2 separate regions of the Zea mays genome follow, and region 2 is linked to region 1. The links are chromatin contacts, called in public Hi-C maps. All regions are on one chromosome and are shown on one strand. Each heading gives the region's core, a stretch centred on a gene start, on an enhancer-like site or on the middle of the called end of the contact. The rest is flanking DNA. Distances are from core to core; before and after follow the strand shown.

Region 1 (7,506 bases), core at 1,736-4,235:
ATGCCAGTATGCGACCACCTCAAAGGACCATGTGTTTCTGTCAGTTACTATGGCTATGTTTTGATAAGTGTATATAGTTATATTATATACTTGTATAGATAAAATTTGGTGTTTTACATTATTTGGGTAGATTTATTGCATTGGCCTTGGTTCACCCAACTCACTCTGTCGATGCTATATGTATTTGTTTTTCTGTTGTGATTTGTTTTTCTGTTGTGATTACATATGTACTTGCCTAATGAATAACTGTTTCTACCTAGGCAAATACTTTATTTAAGAGGATATGTTTGAAATTGGATGCGCTATCGCATTTCCACTTTGCTCCAAAGCCAGTAAGGATAACTTCAAAATTCATATTTCCAATCTCTTTTGCTAAGTACTTTCGCCGTATGGAATTAAATATTATTGTCTTTTCAGGTCATTGAGGATATGTCTGTGCAAGCAAATGTGCCTGCTTTAGCCATGGAAGAGGTACAAAAATTGTTCACTTTTCCCTGTGATGTTGCTCTATCAGAGTGTTTTTTGTTGTGATGATCTCTGTCTCTCAGATTGCACCTGTAGCTGTTTCGGATGCTGCAATGCTTGCCCCTGAAGAGATATTTGAAGGAAAAGGTGATGTTAAGGAAGAGGGGGAACTTACACAGGCTGAGCGCAAGAGAAGAAGAGCTAACAAGAAAAGGAGATATGCAGGTAATTTTTATCTTGGCCCTTGAACGTAAACGAGGATGCCTTTCCGCTGTCAATCTCATGCACCCTGGCTTTTAGCAAGGATGTCCAAAATTAGATGAATGCTCTTTACTTAGCTGTGTTCAAGATGGACAATCAATGATTTTGATCTTTTTCCCTAATGCAGCATCCCATAAGGAGAGGACAGCGCCAGCCAAGTTGCAGAAAGATTAAACTCAATGTTTTTTTCTCACTAGTTTCTAAATGGTACAAGAGCGATAAACTGGCAATACATATTTTCCAAATTTTGTATTGTACCCTCTGCTAGTAGCTTTTACATGAACAGTAAAATGTGACCATTTATATTTCTACAGAAGCACACAAGTTCGAGAGTTTTGATTTGCTGAAGTGCAATTTTGAGAGTGCAAAAAAAGACTTGTCTGTTGAACCCTAGGTATCGGTAGAAACATCATCCTACGACCTAACCGACCTAACCGATGGTTATGGTTATGAGTATAATTTTCTTTCCAGCTATTGCAATTGAAGTCGGTCATATTCAATCTAATTTATTTCTGCACCAGTTTACCTTTTTTTTACTTTAAATCCCTTCAATTCCCCCTAACCTTCTTGGTGCCTGTCTGTCTCGCCTTCTGAGCCGGTCTTATGGCCTCATGTCCGCCACTAACAAACAAGGTGTTGCTTAGTGAAAATAACATTTTACCATGCTATTTGCCTTTTGCGTTTAAAAGGTGGATAAGATATATAGTGACCAAGGTTCATCAAACTGAACAGTTCATCCGGCTTACCGGCCCGCTAATTGGTAATCGGTGCCTACCGGTAATACCGATACACCAGTTTTTGATTTAAAATTTGGAAAAACTTATAAATTTTGAAAACTTTTTATGCCAACTTTTGTATAGATACTATGAATTATTCATGAAAGTTACTTTACATGCAATACACCACTTATAAGTTGTCGTCTAGAAGTTCAGAATTTTTAAAAATAACTCATCCTTTCTATATTGTACAAGCGATGTTTTATGCGCTAGCCGAAACAAATACTAATTTGAACTGCATGCACCCCCAATAAAAATCTAAAAACTATATAACATTTTTTGAGCTCATATGACCCATTTATTTTTTTTTTGTCATGAAGACAAATAAAAAAATCAATTGATTTGCATGAATAATTTCACCTTCTATTGTATCTTCGATGTTATTTGTGAACTGTGAAATCGTGACATGAAAATATTTGAACAATGAAACTGTACCATGTAATACATTTGAACCTTTAAATATTGTTATTGGGCTTGTGATCACATTTATGCATTTTTTGTTTAAATTTTATGACATCAATGTGCTTTAGGGTGTGTTTGGTTTGACTTTTGGCTTTGGCTTTTGCCCCCTAAAAGCCAAAAGCCAACCAAAAGGCTGGATCCAGGAAGCAGCTTTTTCTAAAAGCCGACTTTCTTGTAGTGCAAATCTGAAAGCACCCCTGGACCTGCTTTTAGTGACTTTTCGGATGGAACTGTGAAAACATATATCGAAGAATTTTTAACGACTTTTAGTGGTTTCCACCGAACGGTTTTTAGCTTTTTAACATCTTACAGCCTACAACAGCTTTTTCCACAACTCACAGCCCACAACAACTTTTTTCACAGCCACAACCCAACCAAACAGACCCTTATTTGGCAAAAAAAAAGAGATTTGGTTTCTAACGTACCGCTGTCGGTTTATCAAATTAGTGACCGATTAATCGGTTGTATGGACCGATAAACTGTTCTAGAATTGGTCAAAATTAAAAACTGGTTTGTACTGGTTTATCATGGTTAATCGCAATAAATCGGTTATCGGCGCTGGCCGGTTTTTGACTCCCAACCGGTTTGTAAAACCCTGGTTTTGACTGCTCCGCTTCATATTTTTCAATTCCGCTTCATATTTTTTTCATCCAAACTAAAATGGCTTGCTTAGCTGGCCCAAGCTAGTGAGGCGAGGTGACGCATGTCGGACGAAACAACCAAAGAGATGCCCTAAAGCTATGACTAGTAGACAGTAGATCGTATATGATAGTATAAAATTCGAAATAAGCTATGACTAGTAAACCTTGTATTGTGCGATGCGATCGGAAACAAATGGGCCCGTGGTCCAGAAATGAAGCCTAAAGCGATGGAATCAACTTTCACTTAAGCCCACGGCTGATCCTCAAAAGGGAAAGAAAAACTTTAGGCCCACGGACCCAGCGGCCCAACGTGAGAGGCGGAACTCTTGGCCTTTTTCTCTCCACCCCAAAGCTTGTGCACGCGCGCACCGTCCCTCACCGCCGGCCTCTGCTCCTCTTCCGCCGCCGCAGGATCTCGTATCGCCGGAGACCATGTACCGCGCCGCCGGGAGCCACCTCCGCTCCCTCAAGGTTCCGCCCTCCTATTCTCCCCTGCCTTCCCCTTCCCCGTTGCATGCACGTCTCGATCCACTCGGGTATGATTGCACTTAGGTTAGATCCGAACGGGTCGCCTGAGTGTCGTTCTCATGTGGCGATGAATCAGAAGCTGGGTTCTTTACTCCTATTTCCTTGTAGGCACTAGGGAGTAGGGACACAGATGAAACGAATCCCATAAGAAAGAAATTCGGCAGGCAGCTTTGGTTGTTGTCCATTCTCAAATTTGTCTTGCAGTGTTAGATTTCACATACCCTTTGAGTTGTGTTTCCCACTTATTTGATGCTAATTGTTGACGCATTCTCTAGCCTGAAAGACATATTCCATTCTTGTATTGTTTTCATTTTCAGCATCATGGTGCTTCTAGGCTTGCCAGTACAAGTGTTGCGAAGCAGTCCTCAGGTGGTCTGTTCAGCTGGCTTCTTGGTGGAAAATCAAGCGAACTCCCTCCCCTTGATGTTCCACTCCCAGGCATTAGCATTCCCTCACCTCTACCAGATTTTGTAGAGCCATCTAAGACAAAAGTCACTACTCTTCCAAATGGCGTCAAGATCGCCTCGGAGACATCATCGGTACTGCCCTGCTCTCACATATGTTGAAGTTCTGGTTTTGTTTTGTTTTGTTTCCGTTCTTTTCCATGACATCAATGTTTTCTTATGGACTTAACTCAGAGCCCAGCAGCATCTGTGGGTCTGTACATTGACTGTGGTTCCATTTACGAAACACCTGCTTCATCTGGAGTATCACATCTGTTGGAGAGAATGGCCTTCAAGAGCACAGTGAATCGGACTCACTTACGGTTAGTTCGTGAGGTAGAAGCCATTGGAGGAAATGTCTCTGCATCAGCTTCCCGTGAACAAATGAGCTATACCTATGATGCATTGAAGAGCTATACACCAGAAATGGTTGAAGTTCTCATTGACAGTGTGAGGAATCCAGCATTCCTCGATTGGGAGGTCAAAGAGCAGGTACTTTATCACTGAAAATAAATTGAAGTTCTTTTTTTCATCCTTTTATGTACTAATGGCGTTCTTCGTTTCTACAGCTCCAGAACATAAAATCTGAAATAGCTGATGCGTCTGCTAATCCTCAAGGTCTACTTCTGGAGGCCCTTCATTCGGTTGGATATTCCGGGGCACTGGCAAAACCTTTGATGGCTTCAGAATCTGCTGTAAACCGGTTGGATGTTAGCAGCTTGGAGGAATTTGTTGCTGTAAGATTCAGTGATTTATTTCCCAAGTCAATGCTCAGTCATGAAAGCGTCTCTGTGACTTTTTTGTTTGTTATGATAAATTATGATAAATGTAGGAACATTACACTGCTCCCAGGATGGTTCTTGCAGCATCAGGAGTTGATCATGATGCGCTGATTTCAGTTGTAGAACCACTTCTGTCTGACCTTCCGTGCGTGAAACGTCCTGAAGAGCCAAAATCTGTGTACGTGGGAGGAGACTATCGCTGCCAAGCAGATTCTCCAGTGAGTTGTTGGCATTGCATTATTAATTTATTATTCTTGAGGGGTTATGAATGATTTACTTCAATTATGCTTAAAATTGGATTCATTGGAAACAGAACACACACATCGCACTTGCTTTTGAGGTGCCAGGTGGTTGGAATCAAGAGAAAACTGCAATGGTTGTGACAGTGCTTCAGGTATGCCTTACAACTGTTTAAATGATCTAACTATTTATGGATACTTGAGGCCATTTGTTCTATATTAGAATTGCTGATGCTTTCTTTTTTGGAACTTATCTTTGCATGTTATCTCATGTGCTCGCCGGGTTCGATTCCTGGCTGGGAGCCTGGGATGAACTCATGTGCCTCACCAGGGATTTCCCCCCTGAGGGAACCATGTGGGTGTGTGACAGTGTGAGTAGTGTGCGTGCATGTGTGCCCGGTAGACATGTCCTGAGATTTCTCAGGCAGTCTCATCTGTACTTGAGCGTGCGGTGTATGCCATTTCTTCTAGCGGTGTTAAAAAACAATCACATGTGCTGTTGCATATGCTAATCTAATAGTGCTTCAAAGGTATGTTGATCAATTTGTTGTCTGTAGATGCTCATGGGAGGAGGAGGGTCCTTCTCTGCTGGTGGGCCTGGAAAGGGAATGCATTCTCGATTGTGTATGGCTGTTTATAAATCATTACTGTCATAGAGTTATGCAAACAAACTTATGTGATGAATCCTAACACGACCTTTGATCCTATATCTACAGATCTCCGTGTCTTGACCAACTTCCAACAGATTGAATCATTCTCTGCTTTCAATAGCGTCTATAACAATTCGGGCCTTTTTGGAATTTATGCAGTCACTGTAAGCTTCTCTCCTGGAGCATCCTTTTTATTAAAACCTCATGCCTTTTCAGGGCACGTCCGTGTTTCACGTCATTTAGCATAGCTCCGGACCCTGACGCGTGTTCATGGCTGCTCAATTTTTATCTGTTCTTTTGCGCGTTTCAAAGCGGGCCGTTCGTCTCTAGTAATCTAAATTGTGTACGCCCTTGTGTTCAAACAATTAATGCAGCTGACTGTTTTTTTAATGTTATCATTCAACAGAGCCCAGACTTTTCATCGAAGGCTGTGGATTTGGCAGCAGGGGAACTCCTGGAGATTGCGACACCTGGAAAAGGTTTCTTTCTTGCCAGTTTCCTGTTTCTATTCTGGGTTGATCATTATCAGTCACAGTCCTTTGTCCTCCATGTTTTACCTCCTGTAGTTACACAAGAACAACTTGATCGTGCTAAAGAGGCAACCAAATCTGCAGTTCTGATGAACTTGGAATCAAGGGTACACTGTTCTTGCTCCTGATCAAATCCTAACTGTATGACCCGTTTTCCTAAAGTGTTCTTTACAGTACACACTTTTCCTCTTCTGCAGTCTATAGCATCTGAAGATATTGGAAGACAGGTTCTTACTTATGGGGAAAGGTACGAGAGTATTGCTGTGCTAGTACATAAATTAGGTCTATTTTCTGCTACATTTATGCACCGTATCCTTGCAAAAATATCAATATAGTCATGCTGGAAGATTTTCTATTTGGGTCCCAACAAGTACAAGCACATCCAAAGATCTGAGTCTCGCTCAGTTTGTTGAGGGGTGTGGATGTATGCTTAGACAACCTAGTTACTCCTAAGTTGGTATAGTCTTTTTGAGTCCAATCAGATCCAAAGCATCCATGCAGCAGTTGTGTCCATTTCTCCAGAGTCCAGTAGATCTGTTGTCATCTTCAACTGATTCTATGTTTCTGAAATTTCAGGAAGCCCATCGAGTATTTCCTGAAAACAGTTGAGGAGATCACTTTGAATGACATTTTGTCAACCGCAAAGGAGATGATGTCTACACCACTCACAATGGCATCGTGGGGCGACGGTATGTTCAGCAGTTTCGAGTAGTCATGGTGCATTGGTGCCCGACAAGGTATGGCGACTAACTGAATTGCTTTTATTGCAGTTATTCATGTTCCTAGCTACGAGTCTGTTAGCCGCAAGTTTCACTCGAAGTGAGAGGATCCAGCATCGGACTTGCATGACCTGTTCCAACAACTGATGTGAAGCCTGCAACGGCCCTCAGCTGGGACAGTTACTCCCCCCACAGAATAAAAAAGCATGTGGTTTCTAGCGCCCCCCCTAATTACTCCCTCTGCATGTATACGCCAAACATGTTTTTTTTTTGTGGTAAGAATCATCAAGCCCCTTGGCGACTCGTTTCTGAGTTTCGCAGCGGCGCTAGATTTTATTTTATGTGGACAAGCGAGCTTTCGGGGTGCGCTCGTGCAGAAATATTTTGCCAACGTATTTTGCAGTTTAGACCAGAAGCAGAAAGGACCAGCGTATCACTTTTCCTGTTGTTGGATGCATGAGTTCATGACGTCCACATTTTTGCAATTTTGGCTGTTACCGTTTCCATCGATTCTGGTGTGCGCGCGCGCTCGCGCACTTGTTATTATTGTTGTGATAAGGCTGGCTATTCTCTACATCTATTATCTGTACGAGAACCAATTGATGTTCCAGGTAAAACGAAACGATTATGACTCATTTAGAACGCAGGAATTTCAACACAGGAATTGTGAAGGAGGTTTTAGAGTGTAGGTTTGATCTATTGTGGATGCGTCTTTCCAGGATTTCATTAGCAGAAGAAAACTTGAGGAAGTTCTGACTGACGCCAATCTCGTGTAGTCGTGTCCTCGGGGGGAGAGCCTTGCTGAGTCATCAATGCTAAAGTAAAACCGTCCCCAGGTGAATTTTGTACAAGAGAGACAGGATGGAGATAATATGCATCAATCAGCCTGCCGGACTTTGACCTACGGGATGAGAGCACTGTCGGAAGTCAAAGAAGACGAACTGCAGAATCCCTCCTCTTTGTAAGTATACAGATACGTAGATTAGATATCGTTATAGTATTATCGTATA
Region 2 (7,506 bases), core at 2,324-4,823, 170 kb before region 1:
GAAGCACACCCTTCATCGTCGGCCGCGAGGACGGCTGGCGACCGGTGCATATAATGCCGAGCTTGAAGACGGCCTCGACTTGGTCACCGTAACCGGCGTCCGCGATGGACTTGTCTGCGGCCTCGGCGATGCTTTTACCGGACTGCAGGTGCCGCCACGCCCAGTCGGCCAGGGAGCCGTGCTCACCGCCGTCGTTGGCTAATCTACCGGTGGTCAGCTCCAAGAGAACGACCCCGAAGCTGTACACGTCGACCTTCTCGTTCACCTTCCTCGTGTACACGGACTCTGCGCAAAGGAACGTGACGATCAGAAAACGTAAGCTGACGTGTCACTGGAACTGGCGTTCAGGATCCCGGCAGAAAGACGAGACACGTACCGGGAGCCATGTAGCCGAACGATCCGGCGACGGCGGTCATCGTGTCGGTCGTGCCGGCCTGGACCAACATCCGGGCGAGCCCGAAATCGGCGACCTTGGCATTGAGCTCCGAGTCGAGCAAGATGTTGCTGGACTTGACGTCGCGGTGCACGATGGGCGGCGAGCACTCATGATGCATGTAGTACAGCCCGCGCGCGGCGCCGACGGCCACCTTGACCCTCGTCGGCCAGTCCAGCGGCTCACGCCGGACCGACGGGGCCCTGACCATGGCAGTCCCGGTCCCGGCCAGCCTGCTGTGGCCGTGCAGCCACTGGTCCAGGCTGCCGTTGCCCATGAACTCGTAGACGAGTAGCTTGGTCTCCGCGCGGGAGAGGCAGCAGAGGAGCTTCACGATGTTGCTGTGCCGGATGTGGCCGAGGATGTCCACCTCCGACGCGAACTCGCGCTCCAGCTTCTTGTCCAGACTCCCGCCGGCCCAGATGCGCTTCACGGCCACGGTGCCCGCCGCTTCGCCGCTGCTCCGGCTGGTGTACGTGACGCGGTACACGCGCCCCGAGCCGCCCTTGCCGATGAGGTTCTCGTCGGCGAGCCCGCGCAGCACGGAGGCCTCGCCGAAGTCCACGGGCTGGAAAGCGGTGAGCTTCCAGGGCTCCTCAGCCAGCGCGAGCCGCCGCTTCCGCCTCCTGATGTCGCGGACGACGAAGACGGCGAGCGCCGCGATGAGGACGACGAGCGCGGCGCCCGCGGCGAGGAGGCCCGCACGGAGACGCGGCGAGACATGGTCGGTTGACGGGGCCGCGCACGAGCGCATGCCCGACACCGGCGGGGCGGTGCAGAGGCCTGGATTGCCCATGAAGCTTTGGTCGTAGGTACGGGCGAGCGCATCGGGAACCTCGCCGGTGAGCTGGTTGGAGGACAGATTAAGCTGGTTGACCCTCAGCGTTCCCAGCGCCGGCGGTATGGCGCCGGAAAGCTGGTTTGACGAAAGGTCCAGCAGGGTGAGCTCCGGCATCGAGCCTAACCCCGCCGGTATGCCGCCGGTGAGCTGGTTATGGCTTAAGTTCATCTGCGACATGCCACTGAGCGACGCAATGCTCTGTGGGATTGCCCCAGACAGCTGGTTCGCCGACAGGTCCAGCTCCTGCAGAAGGGGCATCGCAGCGGTGAACCCCGGTGGTATGTCGCCGGAGAACAAGTTGTTGCTGGCGTGGAACCGCTTGAGATTAGTAGCCGATGCAGGAATCGGTCCGGTGAACTGGTTGTTGTCGATGCTAAGCCTCGACAGGTTCCAGTACAGCTTCTCCGGCAGGCTCCCGCCCAACCGTCCATTGTTCTCCAACGACACGGTCAGAAGCTTCGGCACCGTCCATAGAGCGGCCGGCACCTCGCCGGACAGCTGGTTACCTCCGAGGAACAACCATATGAGACTCGAGCAGTTGGCAAGACCGGTCGGTATTGAGCCGTTCAAGCGGTTACCGGGGGCGGTGAGCACCCACAGCTGGTTGTGCTCACAGATCCCCGCCGGTATTGGCCCGGAAAAGTTGTTGTCGTCGATCTGGATATCTCTCAGCACCGGCGTCTCCTTTCCGAGCCCCGGCGGGAGCTCTCCGCTGAGGCTGTTGCTCCACAGCCACAAGTATACCAAGGACGGTAGCTGGGCTATGCTTGCCGGTATCTCGCCGACGAGATTGTTGTCGTGCAAAATGAGGAGCCTTAGCTTCGTCAAGCTTCCGAAGCTTCCTGGGATGGTCCCAGTCAGCATGTTCTCGGACAGGTCAACCTCTACCAAACCTGCCGCTCCTATCGTCCCGTTGTTGATGACGATGTCGCCGGAGAGGTTGTTGGTGTACAGGTACAGATTCGTCAGCTTCTGGAGGTTCCATATCCCGGACGGTATGTTTCCGGTGAGTCCATTCATGGACAGGTCGAGCCACTCCATCTCCGCCAGCTCCGCGACATAGCTCGGGATCTCGCCGGTGAGGTTGCACTTGGCCAGCCAGACGGTCGTTAGCTTGGTCAAGTTCTTGAACGACTCCGGCAGCGTGCCGGCACTGAAGGGAGTCCTCTCGAGCTTGAGCGTCCGAAGGTTAACCAGCTGGCCGAGCTCCGGCGGGATGGTGCCGGTGAGCTGGCTTCCGCCGAGAGCGAGGTACGTGAGGTTGGTGAGCCTGGACACCGCCGCCGGTATCGCGCCGGTGAAGTTGTTGTGGTCCAGGGCGAGGTAGGTCAGGTTGGCGCCGAGCCGGTCGATGTCGGCCGGGAGGTCCCCGGCGAGCTGGTTGTGGGAGAGGTCGAGGCGCGCGATGGCGGCGCAGTTGTAGAGGGACGCAGGGAAGCCGCCGCCGACGCTGGTGTTGGACAGGTCGAGCACCGTGAGGGCCGTGAGCCCGCCGATGGCGTCGGGGATGGTGCGGCCGGCCAGCGTGACGTTGGTGAGGTTGAGCGAGCTGACCCGCCCGGCCCCGTCGCAGAGCACGTAGGCCCAGCTGCACTGCGCGAGCGGCGCCGCCGCGGTCGCGTTGCTCCACGACGCGAGCGGCGCCGGGTCGCCCCACGCGCTCTTGATCTGCAGCAGCAGCCGCGCCTCGGCGTCCTGCGCCGCGGCCTGGCGCGGGAGGCACGCCAGCAGCAGGGCGAGCCAGACGCAGGCGCACAGCAGGGGCTGGACGCGTAGAACGGTTGTTGGCGACGTGCGTGGCTTTTCGGGGTGGCTCCGGCTCCGCGTGATTTTTTCCGCCGACGGCCGGCGCGGGGGCGCGCGCGTGCCGTTTACTCGGCGGGCGCGGTGGTGGCCTGCCATCGCGGACCGCGTGGTGTGAACTGTGAACCCTGGAGCGTGCGCGGGGACACACTTATATGTACTGGTCAGTGGGAACGTGACTTGGGACGGTGACGCCCAGCCTTTTGCATTGTCCCGTTAATTATTGGCTCGTTTTCTGCTGGGTGATGGTTGCTTGGAAGCTTCAGAGACTCAAGAGTCGCTGGTGTCATTGGCTAGTGGCGGTTGCACGTTGTTTTAGACAGGTCAAAATTTTGGCTCAGTTTGAAAGGAATATGTTTGTTATGCTATCTGTAGAGCTAATTCTTGTAGCCTATCTATAGAGCATTGATCAGAAGCATGCTGTTTATGTGCTCAAATATTTGTATCGTGGTTATGCTGGCGTAAACTATTTACGTATTCGAGGAAAAAAAAATAGAAGAGAGTATATGTTTGAGTTGGAGTTGTTTGATGTGACTGCTAAACTGCGGGCGAAACGTGCAGCTACGTACGTGGCTTAATTAGTGGCAAGGACCGAGTATTTTATCGTTACATAATCTCCGTTGATTTTGTGGCCATCTCGAAGACAGTAAGCGCAGTACATGATCTGTTTTTCTTTCTTTCTCTTTTCTAGTCTGGACGAAACACGACCAAACTATTTATTATTCCTATGCAGCGATCAGCGGACAGAGCGAGGGAGGAGGGAGGCAGCTACTAGCCGCGGCACAAACAGCCGCCTGGTAATAACTAATAAGTAAGTAGGCAGGCCAGCCATGTCAGCGACACCACCTACCTGATCGGTCCCACCGGCCGAACGGAAAAGGAATGCTTCACGCTTTGACTGTGAGCGGTCCCACCGGTCAGTACTCAAGTCGTGAGCAGAAGGATACTCCACGCACACGTGTGCGCGGCCTGGATCTGGATGGGCACGCCGGGAAGCGAACATGCGCTACGGCTCGCACTTACTACTTGAAGATTGAGGAAAGACGGAACACAAAACGTCTTCTGGAGTAGCGGAAGCGTAGGACAGCGAGACATGGAAAACGCGGCGACGAAACAGTATTCCACGCCAAGTCGCGGCTGCTTCTAGAAAGTTTAGCAAATAAATAAAACCATTGGATTAATTAATCTAGCCCATTGACTGATCTCACGCTGTGACGGACTGGGACTGCCAACTAAACAGCTGCCTGCCTCCACATATCGCAGAGGTGGGGTGAGCTGGTGCGGAGAAAAGTAAAAGTCTCTGTGGCCAGCTCGCCTTTGCTGACCATGGCAAAGAGAGACTGGAGAGCGCCGTGCGTGGGCCGCCTTGTCTTCTCAAAGCTGCACCTGCACTACTACTAGCTGCCCGAGCCCCGAGGCCCGAGGGAACAGTAAGTCGCACCAGCGCCCACTGCTTAGCAGTTTAGCACGCCACCAACCAATCGTCTCGGTGGGTGTCTGTCATGTTATCCACCGATCAACTGAACTTGAGATTAGAATTGCCTGTTGTCTCCGATCATACACTATCATTCAAACGTTTGAGTGGGGGGCAAAAACAAAAAAAAAGGTTCGGTCGTTCAAACATGTCACTGTCTTCGGTGCAGCACTTGTGAACGACGGTGCGTTTTTTCAGTGCCATGCCAATTCAAACGTTCCTCGTTCTTTTGCTTTTTATATCTACTACTAGGTGGGTGCTCGTGCGTTGCAACGGAAACATATCGTCAGTATAGGGAACGTGTCTCTTACCAATATGTTATCAAAGGTCTCGACGATCATGAGCTCTGCCGCTGCCCCCAGGCAGCAGCCGCCGCCAGCATCAGGCGGCCCCAGCAACGTCCAGCGCGCTGGTCGCAGCCTCTGCTTCGTCGGGAGCCATGATGCTTCGCCGATACTCTCCAAATACCCAGCCTCCTTGCCGGGCAGCGACACTGGGGGCATGGCAGCCCCGCAGCCAATGGTACGCTGTACGGCGTGGTAGACGGGCTGCTCTCCCAAGAGCGCAGCAGCCTGCTGCCCCACGTAAATGGACAAACAAAAAAAATTTTGCTACAAACTTATAATCAGCTAGACAACAAAAAAACAATGTAAATGATATATAAAGTTGTTATTATGAGTAAGTTAGAAAGCGCTACAACAATACGACAACCCCATGAGGCTATGATGCACAATGACAGAGATTCAATATGCATAAAACTCCCAAGTGAATAACACCTGTGATGAATATGCTACTGACGCTAGAACTGTCAATACTCCCTCGTGTACCATTTGCTTGCCATTCTAGAATATGAACATGAGCTGTTAGCATTGTTTACTAATCATGATAACAAATATATTTGAAGTAACCTGAAACCTAATTCAACACAAGTAATTGCGTACCTGAAGAAGAACAAGTAATTTATTCACGATTTCATCCAGTTACATGTGTAGACTACCAAATAGGTACATGTGTAGATTATAATCTAGAATGTATAATTTAAATTATAATCCAGATTATATAATCTATAAGCTGAAACAAAGAGGCTCTAAGTACCAAACCAGTTTTCAGGTTGCTTCACACAAGGATTCTACAAGATTAATTATGCAGAGCAGGGAGTTAAAGCGAGCGTCTTTCGAGTCGACAAACCTCTACATTTCATCTAACAACAGACGATGAGCTCCTATGCAAAATGCGCCGAGAACAACGTAGAAGAAAAAAGGGAAGAGAAAACAAGCAAAACCAAATCACAGGTACCCTTCGCTGAATCACATCACTTGTTGTATACACTACGGACCAGAGCAGAGGCCTGAGTGCCTGACCTTGGCTTTCGGCTCTACTGGACTTGCCACTCCACACAATCATCCAAGCCGAGACTGCTAGGGCAGTCGAGCAAAGCGTTCTGCTGCCGCTCGTACCGGCAGATGTAGTTCAGGCCGACGAGCAGCTCGCAGACCGTCGCCTCCGTCTTCTCCCGGTCGGTGAAGTACAACGTCTGCAGCAGCAGCACGCTCCGCTCCGACACGACCCGCTGCTGCTGCTGCTGCTCGAACTCGAAGCTCCGCTCGGCCTGCCACCGGACCGTGTTGTGGGCCATGGGGGCGAGCCACGCCAGCGTCATCTTCTGGAGTGTCTCCCGCCAGTCGTGCGCCAGGAACGTGTCGTAGATCGCCGTGCTCCTCGCGCGGGCTCTCAGGCTCCTCCTCAGCGCCAGCTTCAGGCTCCACGGCAGCATCTGGTACAGCTCGTCCCGCGCCTCCTCGCCCACGAGGTGCGGGTACCGGAGCAGCTTCTCGATGACGATGATGATGTTCGCGTAGTGTAGCGCGAGGGCGGAGCCGCCGACCATGGACGCGCGGCGCGAGCGATGTCACCGTGCTCTTCGGACCGAACCGCCGCGCCTTTCTGCCGATACTGCCACTGTTCGGTGGTGGCGGCGTTGTGGTGGTGGTGGGTACCCCCTGCTCGCTGCTGAATGGTGCAAGCATCCCTGATCTGATTGTGCTGCTGATGCAGCTGGAATCTTCCGAGAACTCGTCCTCGAGCCCGTCCGTCCATGGCGCTGAGCTACTCAAGCTCAAGTAGTGCATGAACATCTTCCTGGGGCTGGCTCCACAACTCGACCGAAAACTCACTGGCCACGACATGTCTGGATGATCGACTCTGCAGATCGGCGCTGACCCGCCATCGCTGAGACTGTTTTGGAGTACGGGGCCTGAATCTGCTGCCACCAGACCGGAGAGCTGCGGGATTTACTCGCATTGCCCCAACTCCCGGGTCATGGCCAGCAGGTCGAGCCCCACGCGCGCTGCTCGAGTGCGCGGCGGGCCTGGTCGGTGGGCGGCCTCCGCGCCGACTGCTCGAGCTCGGCGAGCGCGTCGAGCTCGGCGTAGAGCGCGACGGTGGCGGCGGCGACGCGGTCGCGCCTGCGCACGAGCGGCGCGGCGTCGGAGCGGGAGGCGACGACAGCGAGCGCGCCCGCATCGGCGCGGCCGGCCAGGAGGTCGGCGTAGACGTGGCCGAAGCCCACGAGCGCCGGGGCCACGCACCGACGGCCGAGGCGCGAGGCCGCCGCCGCCACGCGGTTCAGCGCGTCCAGCTTCTCGACGAGCGAGCCGGCCTCGGGGACGCCTTCGACCTGGCGCGCACCCATGCCAATGACCACAACGCGCCGAGGATCCCCGTCGTCGACATCTCCCCCTTCCTCGACAGCAGCAGCCAGCCAGCAGCAGCGGGACGAGTGCGTGGAGGCCGTGCGCGCCGCCGCCGCCGACTGGGGCGTCATGCACATCGCCGGCCACGGCATCCCCGCCGAGCTCATGGACCGCCTGCGCGCCGTAGGAACCGCCTTCTTCGCCCTCCCCGTCCAGGACAAGGAGCCCTACGCCAACGACCCCGCCGCCGGCCGCCTGCAGG

Evidence for each region. Hi-C and Micro-C count contacts between places; a contact is called where the count stands out from the background.
Region 2: a contact with region 1 is called in a Hi-C map of ear, with 2.1 times the contacts expected there. The contact joins the promoter of LOC103630640 here to the promoter of LOC100280280 in region 1. A contact is called at or near these places in 6 of 25 Hi-C or Micro-C datasets (bundle sheath, ear, leaf and 1 more).

What each region holds. Positions count from the first base shown.
Region 1 is chr6:171,520,182-171,527,687 of Zm-B73-REFERENCE-NAM-5.0, reverse strand. LOC100280280 reads left to right here and starts at 2,985. Exons shown (of 13, transcript NM_001153208.1): 1 at 2,985-3,076; 2 at 3,451-3,672; 3 at 3,772-4,068; 4 at 4,146-4,313; 5 at 4,409-4,576; 6 at 4,672-4,752; 7 at 5,155-5,221; 8 at 5,314-5,411; 9 at 5,654-5,726; 10 at 5,814-5,884; 11 at 5,975-6,024; 12 at 6,354-6,466; 13 at 6,548-6,807. The coding sequence starts at 3,038. The coding sequence ends at 6,600. LOC100194088 reads left to right here. Exons shown (of 14, transcript NM_001359391.1): 11 at 261-332; 12 at 418-471; 13 at 549-690; 14 at 854-1,231. The coding sequence ends at 900.
Region 2 is chr6:171,693,841-171,701,346 of Zm-B73-REFERENCE-NAM-5.0, reverse strand. LOC103630640 (receptor-like protein kinase HSL1) reads right to left here and starts at 3,573. Exons shown (of 2, transcript XM_008651688.3): 1 at 377-3,573; 2 at 1-285. The coding sequence starts at 3,176. It also overlaps the pseudogene LOC103631609.